Regions from separate parts of the Danio rerio genome. Here region 2 is linked to region 1. A link is a contact called in public Micro-C data. All regions are on one chromosome and are shown on one strand. The core of a region is the stretch at or near the end of the contact, and the rest is flanking DNA. Distances in the headings are between cores, read along the strand shown.

Region 1 (5,071 bases), core at 1,024-3,523:
AAAGCATTAAAAATCACATGAATGTGCGCGTTTAAAGCGTTGCACTTTTCAAAAGCGCTGCCATCAGAGCGTGTTTTCTGACTCAATGAGGGGGAATTCCACGCTTGTCTGCATACTTCTGCTTTCTGCTTCTCATGCGCCATAAACGGCAGATCCAGTTTCTAGACGTCTGTTAACTGACTGCAGTGTTAACACAGAAAAGCCTGCTACTGTGATCAAACCTGCATCTGTCATATGAGCATGTGTCACTCAGCCAACTTAAACAAATCACTCAACGTTGTTTTAAAGAATGCACTAGCAAAATTCTTGACGCTTACTGAAATAAAAAGGAAGAATGAGCTATTTTAAATCATGTTTCAATTGGAATGAATTTTAAAAAATGCATACAAATGAATGTGCATGCATTGAAAGGAGAGCTTATTTGTTTTCTTGCACTTAAAAAAGGATGATGATATAGTCCTGCCATCATAATTTAAAACTTTACCCTTATTATTAAAGTTATGTCACTGTAAATAAAAAAAGTCTTGCTGTCTTCATTTTTTAAGTTGAATCACAATAACTTGTCTAGTCATCTGAATTTACATCAATTAAATTGAATAAAAATATAACTGTGTATAACTTTAAAAATGTACTTCAAACCTATTAAAATAAGTTAAAGCAACATAGAAAAAAATATTCACTTACATTTTTTTTTACAGTATTCTAACTTCTTTTCATGCACAAAGCCTTTCTAATCAGCTTAATATAACATTTATTAAATGTTTAAGGCATGTTAAATTAAAATGAAACTTGTTTGATCGTGTTAAGACTTTATAATCATGCCACAGTGGACATTTGTAGAGTGTAAAGCCATCTTTCTTCGTTTAGCATATTCTTAGTCTTGCTTTGTTGGGGATTAAAATTAACCCATTGAGTCCAAAAAACAGACCGCAACCCACTCACAATAAAACACTGTAAAGTCCCTTGTTGGTTTGTATATGAACATGAATGCGTCTTTAAAATAAGGATCAGCAAAATACTTATTGAATAAACACAATCCTTCCGCTGGAAAATATAGTCCCTAATATAACATGCATAAAATAGTGATGCAAGTAGTGCTGCATGTAAACAGAGAATATGTATCTAATGACATAACTGTCACAATATTTCAGTAGTTTCTCAACACTGAAACAACATCGGAATTAATTATTAACCAAACACCTGTTATCACTGATCAAATATTATTAAGTGTAGCAACAACACGCACTATATTGCAGTGAAGAATTTACACACTTGAGATTAACCACAAAATTGTGTATTTCATATTGTTGTAATACAGAATGCGTGCATTTTTATGTAAATAAATGAATAAATACATAAAAAACGAATAGGATGCGTTTACAAAATAAATAAAATTTCTCCGCGGCATGATCAAAACTTAATATTAGTAGGACCTTATTGCTTAAAACTAGTTTACAAAACTCACAACAACCCATATTTACACATTAAAATTAATTTAATTTAATAATTAACAATATATAACGCCGGTTATATATTTCAACATGTCAATGAAGATCTATTCTCAATATCACTCCGCGGCGCGCAACGAATCAACACCTAACGTAAGCACCTCACTTAAAACTGTAAATAAAACTCAATGTTTAGACATTCAAACTCATTTAAAGTGCACCCAGGCGATACATTTGAACGTATCAATGAAGATTTAACGTACGTGTCTCCATCTTCAGTGACAGTGGTTAAGAAATTCACTTCCTCTTCAGTGTATTGACATTCCGTCGCGCTTTCACATTTAGAAATGCGGCATTCTTCGATAAAATCCCCCAAACTGTCCACTGTTAGAGACGAAGAGCCGTAAGCAGAGTCCAGTCGCTCATCTGTACTGTGTTTATCCTTCTCCTCAGAGTTGGCCAGACTCGGAAACTGTTCTCTGGGTTCTCTGGGTGCATAGTCGATTCCGGAGTCGATCCGATTTTCGTCGAGATCGGGTTTGCCATCTTGGTCGCCGCCGCCGCTCCGCGACATTTCGAAGCTTCGATGCGTATCGTCAATTTAGCAGAAAAACAATAAAAGCACGTAAAGAAATCACCGTGACATTATGACACCAGAGACACTCGCTTTTGTTTCTCATCCCACCACTGATGAATCCTCAAATAGTCCAATTACAGATGTATTTTATATGATTGCTTGGTTTATTTACGCGCGAGTTTGAGCTAAAGTGTAGACTAGCAGACTTAGTAATGAAACTTATGCCAAAAGAGCAGACGGTAATGTGAAGAGCATGGGGAAGCGATGCTGTAGGCGGAGTCAAAGCGGCTTTTAATTCTACAGTGGGAATTCCCCACTGGGAGTGGCAAAACTTTCATGAGAGATCCAGATTCCAGTGCAAGTACACATGACAACCCCATGGAATCTCCTGAAAGACCGTAGACTCTTGATTTTGGGATCCCAGTCACTTCCTTTAAGCACCTGTGACTTGACCTGACTGGTTCTAAAGCCTTCACAAACCCTGAATTGCGACAGTACTTTAAATGGACTGGATTTCCCCAGATTGCACAGAATCACGTTGTTTATATATATATATATATATATATATATATATATATATATATATATATATATATATATATATATATATATATATATATATATATATATATATTTGTGTTGGGCAGAAATCCAAAAAAAAAGTTTGTTTTGACATAATTTAAGAAGATGTACTATATATTTATGCATATATTTAATAACTATTTGCATATATTTGAGAAAATGTTTATGTATATTTATATAAAATACAAACACACTGGCCCCTTTATTAGGGACATCTGTCCAACCGCTCGTTAACACAATTTTCTAAACTCAATGCATTTAGGCATGTAGACATGGTCAAGACGATCTGCTGCAGGTCAAACCGAGCATCAGAATGGGGAAGAAAGGGGATTTAAGTTTTCACGCACAACCATCTCTAGGGTTTACAGAGAATGGTCCGACAAAGAGGAAATATCCAGTGAGCGGCAGTTCTGTGGGCGCAAATGCCTTGTTGATGCCAGAGGTCAGAGGAGAATGGCCAGACTGGTTCCAGCTGATAGAAAGGCGACAGTAACTCAAATAAGCTACAATCGAGGTCTGCAGAAGAGCATCTCTGAATACACAACACGTCCAACCTTGAGGCGGATGGGCTACAGCAGCAGAAGACCACACCGGGTGTCACTCCTGTCAGCCAAGAACAGGAAACTGAGGCTACTTTTCACACATACTCACCAAAACTGGACAATAGAAGATTGGAGAAACGTTGCCTGCTCTGATGAGTCTCCATTTCTGCTGACACATTCTGATAGTCGGGTCAGAATTTGGCTTCAACAACATGAAAGCATGGATACATCCTGCCTAGTATCAACAATTTAGGCTGGTGGTGGTGGTGTAATGGTGTGGGGCATATTTTCTTGGCACACCTGAGTATTGCTGCTGACCATGTCCATCCCTTTATGACTACAGTGTACTCATCTTCTGATGGCTACTTCCAGCAGGATAACACACCATGTCATAAAGCGTGAATCATCTCAGACTGGTTTCTTAAACATGACAATAAGTTCACTGTACTCAAATGGCCTCCACAGTGCCCAGATTTCAATCCAATAGAGCACCTTTGGAATGTGGCGAAACGGGGGTTTGGCATCATGAATGTGCAGCCGACAAATCTGCAGCAACTGCGTGATGCTATCATGTCAATATGGAGCAAAATCTCTGAGGAATATTTCCAGTAGCTTGTTGAATCTCTGACACGAAGGATTAAAGCAGCTCTGAAGGCAAAAGGGGGTCCAACCCGGAACTAGTACGTTGTACCTAATAAAGTGGCCGGCACACACAAATGTCAAAACAAACATTTATTTTAGATGCAATTATTTTTTTATTCTGGTGTATGGTGTGATTCTGTGTCTGTTCTGTGATTGTTTGTTTGCTTGTATGACGTTCAGAGGGACATGCCCACATGAAGAAATACCATAGTAATTAATAGTGTTTTTGAACCATACTATAGGAAAGTACCTGAATTAATAGGCTATTTTTCAGTAGTTTTAATTGGTATGGCGATGCAACAATTACATTAGCATAAATAACTTACCAAAAATGTTGTTTTCTACAGATTTAGGGCATAATATATCACCACAGTTTCATTCATTCATTTTCCTTCAGCTTAGTCACTTTATTCATCAGGGGTCGACACAGCGGAATGAACCACCGACTATTCCGGCATATGTTTTACACAGCGAATGCCTTTCTAGCTGCAACCCAGTACTGGGAAACACCCATAAACTCTCACGTTCAAACACACACTCTGGCCAGTGTAGTTAATCAACTCCCCTATAGCGCATGTGTTTGGACTGTGGGGGAAACCGGAGGAAACCCACGCCAACACGGGAAGAACATGCAAACTCCACACAGAAATGCCAACCGACCCAGCCGGGACTCGAACCAGCAACAAATATTCCTCACAGATACGTATTAAAGTGCAGATTTAGCTTTTTTTTTTTAAAGTACACGATTAAATGTTGATTAAACAAAAGGAACAGTGCCACAAATGTCCTGCAGGTGGTGCTACAGTCTGTGTTTACATCCGTAATCTGAGGAGATATCACACATTCTCTTAAAGCAGTGGTCTCAAACTAGACTCCAGGTGGGCTGCAGCTCTGCATAGTTGTGCTTCAACCCTAATCAAACACAGCTGATTCAACTAATCAAAGCATTCAAGACTACTGCAGAATATTAAGCGGGTCGAGTTGGAGCTAAACTGTGTAGAGCTGCGGCCCTCCAGGAGTTGAGTTTGAGACCATTGCCTTAAAGGGACAGTTCACCCCAAGATGAAAACGTACATATTTACTCTCCCTCAGGTGGTTATAATATGAGTTCCTTTCTTCTGTTGAACACTGAATAAGATGATTTGAAGAATGCTGAAAACCTGTAACTATTGACTTCCATAGTAGGAAAAACAAATACTATGAAAGTCAATGGTCAGATGTTTCCAATATCTATGGGTGAATTGCGTAAGGTGAATTGGGTAGGCTAAATTGTCCGTAGC
Region 2 (5,071 bases), core at 1,680-4,179, 180 kb after region 1:
AAGTACAAACAAGTGAGATCCTTCATTGAGAACAGAAGTTACCTCGTGTGGCCTGATGACTGTCAAGACTTGGAGTGGTTTTATGACCAACTTCTGCACAAGATAAGAAAAGATATCAAGATTAATCAAACGACCAAAGAAATAAAGCGTGAGGAAGCCAATTTCAACACCAACACAGCAGTATAATCATGGTAGACTTATTATACATTTAGTATGTTTTTCATTACAGTTTTAGAATTTACCTACACTGTAAACCATAATGTTGTCTTTACTTAAACAAATCAAGTAAAGTTGACTGAACATTACTAAAAATTTAGCATTTTGATCATGTCACCTAAAAATACAAATTAATTTAACTTATATACCATGAAAATGCATAAACTTAAGATTTCAAGTATACTAAGCTCAAAATCACAAATAATCCTTTGAAAAATAAGGTTGTTTTTAATGTAGTCTTGACTGTAATTCTAATATGTGCAATTTTTTAATGCAAGTTCTTTTTTTAAATTAGAAAACAAGGCTTTATGTATTATTATTCACCATAAAAGGAATAAATGGTTACTTATTTTTCTTTTAAGCATTTTTTTCATAGTGTATAATTACACACACAGAACTGATCAATTTAAGTATAATCAAAACAGCAAGTTAAATAAACTTAAATACGCAAGTTTTGGGAGATTTCGTTACTCAATTAAATTGAGGCAAAGAGCTTACTCAAATAATTTCATTCAGTCAACTTATTATGGTTTTCAGTGTTCTCGAATGAGTGTTTTAAAAGGTTATAATGGAATTTACTACATTACATGTTTGTTTCAAACCCAAACTATTTTCAAACACCTGTGTGATTGTGACCCTGCCAAATAAACTTCCAAATAAGGTCAATTGAAAACTCAGCCTGTTTGTAAACACAGTCCGTCTCTCCCATAAAAGTCGACTGGGGAATAGGCATTGCTGTGCACTCTGTCGTTAACCTTACTTCCTCCATACAAGCAATATTGTGAAAACTGAAACCACTACTGAAAGCACTGCAAGATGTCACAATATGCACACTTGGCTAATAACAACTGTACATTGATGATGTAATAATTATATAAAAAATACTCAGTATTGAGTAATTGTGTCAACTAAGTGCTGGCCTGTGTATCTTGAACAGTTTAGAAATAGCAATCAAAGATCTAAACACAGTGCTCAGCATATATAAGCACACCCCTCACAAATTTCCCTTAAATAATTTTTTAATAGGAAGCTATACGATATTATATTTGTGCATATATATTAGTCAGTATTGAAGCCAATATCTGGAGCTTATCTTACAAAATAACTCCAAAAACTAGTACAACAAATTATATGTTATAGAAAAATATCAAATACAAGTTTAAAAATCAAGAGAAGCAATAATAAATTATTTAGTTAAGATTTTGTAGGTTGTAATTATTTATGCAATATTTAGCTTGAATTTAATTGCATTATCTTTTTAATATCTAAATATGTTTGGTGACTAAAGTATTATTTTCATTAATATATCTGTTTAATAAATGTTTTATTTAGATGCACCAAAATACATTGCCTATATTGACTGAGAAATGGATAAGCATTCATTTTCAAAATGGGCTGTACTCAATCATGCTGAGCACTGTATGTAATATTGAATACAATTTTCTCAATTCAGAAAACTAAAAGTACATGTTGTTCCTTCAAAAACTTACTGAATGTATCTTTGGTTGACCTCACATTGCCATCTGCCCTCATTTCCTGTTATGATCCCTTCATTTTAATAGGGAACTCTGAGAAAAGACAACATTGCAAAGTTAATATTAGCATTCTGCATTATGCTCCATGTGTACAGAAAGCAATCTTTCAGTGACATCTTGTGCAAAGATAGCTGTCCAAACAGCCTTTAAACTCACCTTCTGTTTTCGTGAAGCAAGCTGAGGTCAGAGATTTAAACATTTGCTACTAAATAAAGAAGCTCAGATTTTCATAGATAGATAGAACCTCCTTGCGAACTGTAATTGCGACCACAAGTAGTACTTTTATTGTACTTAAAAAAATATTTATTTTTGACACTTGTAACGTTAAGAACAGGTTCTTCAGCCACACACAGGAACTTGGTTTCAAAATATCCCCAGATTAAGTTGGGTTGTTATGCAATCAAAAACCAAAGCTTTCTTTGTGTCGACTTGCATAGTTACACAATTTCATTTCTTCCTGCATGGTGTTGAATGATGATTATAGTCTATTGTTTTTAATAACTGAACATGAACATTTTCATTACATACAGCAATATATGTAAAAACACGTTCAAGATTTTTTAAAAGTTTGTGTTTATATTTGATTTTTTAGTTTCACATAATTTAATTGACCACTTGTTTTCACAGGTAAGTCAGTTAACTATTTAACTGCCTGCTCTACCTATGGTTGACCATATTTTGACTGTTTTAAATAATGACTGTTTTTATTAATGGTTTACACAGCATTTTTGGTTTACAAAACAAATAAATAAATAAATACTTTTTTTTTAATTAAACATAATCCTGTTGCACTACTACACTTGATTTTGGTTTTATTGAGAAAAAAAAAACATGTTAAATGAAAATCTAAAATATTTTATGGCAAACCTCAAAAAATAAAGATAATTTAGTATTCAAAATGTTTTATCTTGATTATGTTTTTGTATAAATTGGTCTTATACTTTCTGATTGCCATAGTAAATGCAATAATTGCAGTACTTTTACAATAAACCGACATTTCGACTATTTGGTAGAGGCTGATGTATTAGAAATTATGGGATATCTTGAAAGAAAGTGCATTGAGTGTGTTAACTAGCGACATTAGGGGTTAAATGCAATCCAAACATGTTTTCCTGGGGCAGTTAAAAAAACTAGTTTTTAAAAAGCAACGTTTTTAAAAAACCGTTAATATTTAAATTAGTATCAACATTTATGCGTAGCTACACGACAAATTTAATCCTTTGTCTCCATAGGATGGCAAGGTTGTCTATTTATTAGACTGGTAAGACAACAAAAATGACAGCAACATTCGCTGTTCTTTATATTGTTTTATAATGATATAAAAGTGCATATTTTAGCTCTGATTGCTCGTGTGTACTGCATACTGCAGCTTGCAGTCTTACCGCGCGGGTTGAGCAGTGTTTGTTTGGGTGAGGTGAAAACGAAAAAAAGGCTTGTAAATGTTCTGAATCTCTCACAAATCCGTGATTGTTTGCTTACTCGCACTTGAAGAATCCCTAACCGGAAAATGAGTCACAGGGTCAGAAAGTTATTTCCTATTTCAGAAAAGTTGGGAAACAGACCAAACGAAGGAAGAGAGAACAAGAGAAACCCGCGCACATCTGTGAAGTATTCAGTATCAAATGACTGCAGAAACGGATAAACAGGGCAACACGATGGATTAATGGGCGAACAGGTAAGACGCTAAACTATTATTAGATTGTTATTAAATAAACCTTGTTGTAAAGATCTCAAATTACTGCTCGTGTCAGCAGTGGTAAGATCTCATGAACCAAGTTTAAATTAGAAACATGTTTTTCCCCCTTATTGAACGTGTAGTCACTGAACCTTGAACTAGTTGGCAAACAATTAGTAAGATAAACTAGTTAAACAGAAGCAGCTGAATGCGGACATCTTAAATGTATTTTGTATTAATTCCTGGAGGTTTTAACTATATTTATGATGTATTTTATATTTGTTTCTGACCTCGCTGTGTGAGCAGAAACAGACATTTTATTAATAAATATAGACACAAACAAATGCCACAAAAAGTAAATAACATCACGTTCTGCTGCCAAGCACATAAGCAAAAATACTTGAATATTAATAACAAATAAAAACTGTAGGGTGAATCTTTTTAACCTTCATTTTTATAACACATTTATTTTCTACAGAGATTCCAGAATGGCAGCTACATACACTTTATTTCTGATGCTATTATTCATTTGGACTCCAACAGTGAAATCCACCTCAGTGTGTTCAACTGATGGCTACTTCGCTTTCTGCATGGACAGAGGTCTTCAAGAGGTGCCAAAGATTTCCACTTACATAACTAACGTGGATTTGAGTAAAAACAGAATTGCTGAACTCAATGAAACATCCTTTTCTCATTTGGAAGCTCTAGAAGTCCTCATCCTGATGCACCAAACACCAGGTCTTGTGATCCGGCGCAATTCATTCATGAGGCTCTCTAATTTAACATCACTTCAGCTAGACTACAACCACCACCTGCGAATAGATGCAGGAGCATTTAATGGATTATCCGACCTTAAAAATCTCACTCTCACTCAATGCGGTTTAGATGACTCCCTACTGTCTGGTAACTTCCTCAAACCTCTGATGTCTCTTGAGATGCTTGATTTAAGTCGTAACAACATTCGGAGAGTCCAACCGGCGTCTTTCTTTTTAAATATGAGGCGATTTCATGTGCTGGATCTGACTTTCAACAAAGTGAAGAGCATCTGTGAGGAAGACCTCCTGAACTTTCAGGGTAAACATTTCACACTCCTCAGACTGTCCTCTATAACACTGCAAGACATGAATGAGTACTGGTTAGGATGGGAGAAATGTGGAAACCCATTTAAGAATACTTCAATAACCACATTGGATCTATCTGGAAACGGCTTTAACGTTGACATGGCTAAGAGATTTTTTGATGCTATCTCCAGTACCAAAATCCAAAGTCTCATCATCAGTAACACTTACAGAATCGGCAAATCTTCTGGCGATAATTCGAAAGATCCAGACAAATCGACATTCAGTGGTCTTAAGTCGAGCGGTATTAAGAGTTTTGATCTGTCCAATTCAAGCATTTTTTCTCTCACATATTCTGTATTTAGTTATCTGTCAGATCTAGAACAAATCACATTAGCAGAAAGTCAGATCAACAAGATTGAAAACAACGCATTTTTGGGTATGACAAACTTGCTAAAGCTAAACCTGTCCAAAAACTTCCTCGGCTACATTGATTTTAGGACATTTCAGAATCTCAAGGGACTCGAGGTGCTTGATTTGTCTTACAATCATATTTGGAGACTTGGGTCTCAGTCATTTCAAGGTCT

The links. A called contact is a pair of places that touch in the nucleus more often than the background predicts.
Region 2: a contact with region 1 is called in a Micro-C map of caudal fin, with 6 times the contacts expected there. The contact joins the promoter of tlr5a here to the promoter of nfkbie in region 1. A contact is called at or near these places in 2 of 18 Hi-C or Micro-C datasets (caudal fin and an unstated tissue) and 1 of 4 datasets of contacts at active chromatin or transcription factors (embryo).

What each region holds. Positions count from the first base shown.
Region 1 is chr20:54,582,405-54,587,475 of GRCz12tu, forward strand. nfkbie (nuclear factor of kappa light polypeptide gene enhancer in B-cells inhibitor, epsilon) reads right to left here and starts at 2,274. Exons shown (of 6, transcript NM_001080089.1): 1 at 1,712-2,274. The coding sequence starts at 2,022.
Region 2 is chr20:54,757,728-54,762,798 of GRCz12tu, forward strand. It overlaps tlr5a (toll-like receptor 5a), which reads left to right and starts at 2,930. Exons shown (of 2, transcript XM_001919017.8): 1 at 2,930-3,426; 2 at 3,905-5,071. The coding sequence starts at 3,915. The region is part of intron 28 of mia3 (MIA SH3 domain ER export factor 3); the gene reads right to left. It overlaps tlr5b (toll-like receptor 5b), which reads left to right. Exons shown (of 2, transcript NM_001130595.2): 2 at 1-212. The coding sequence ends at 186.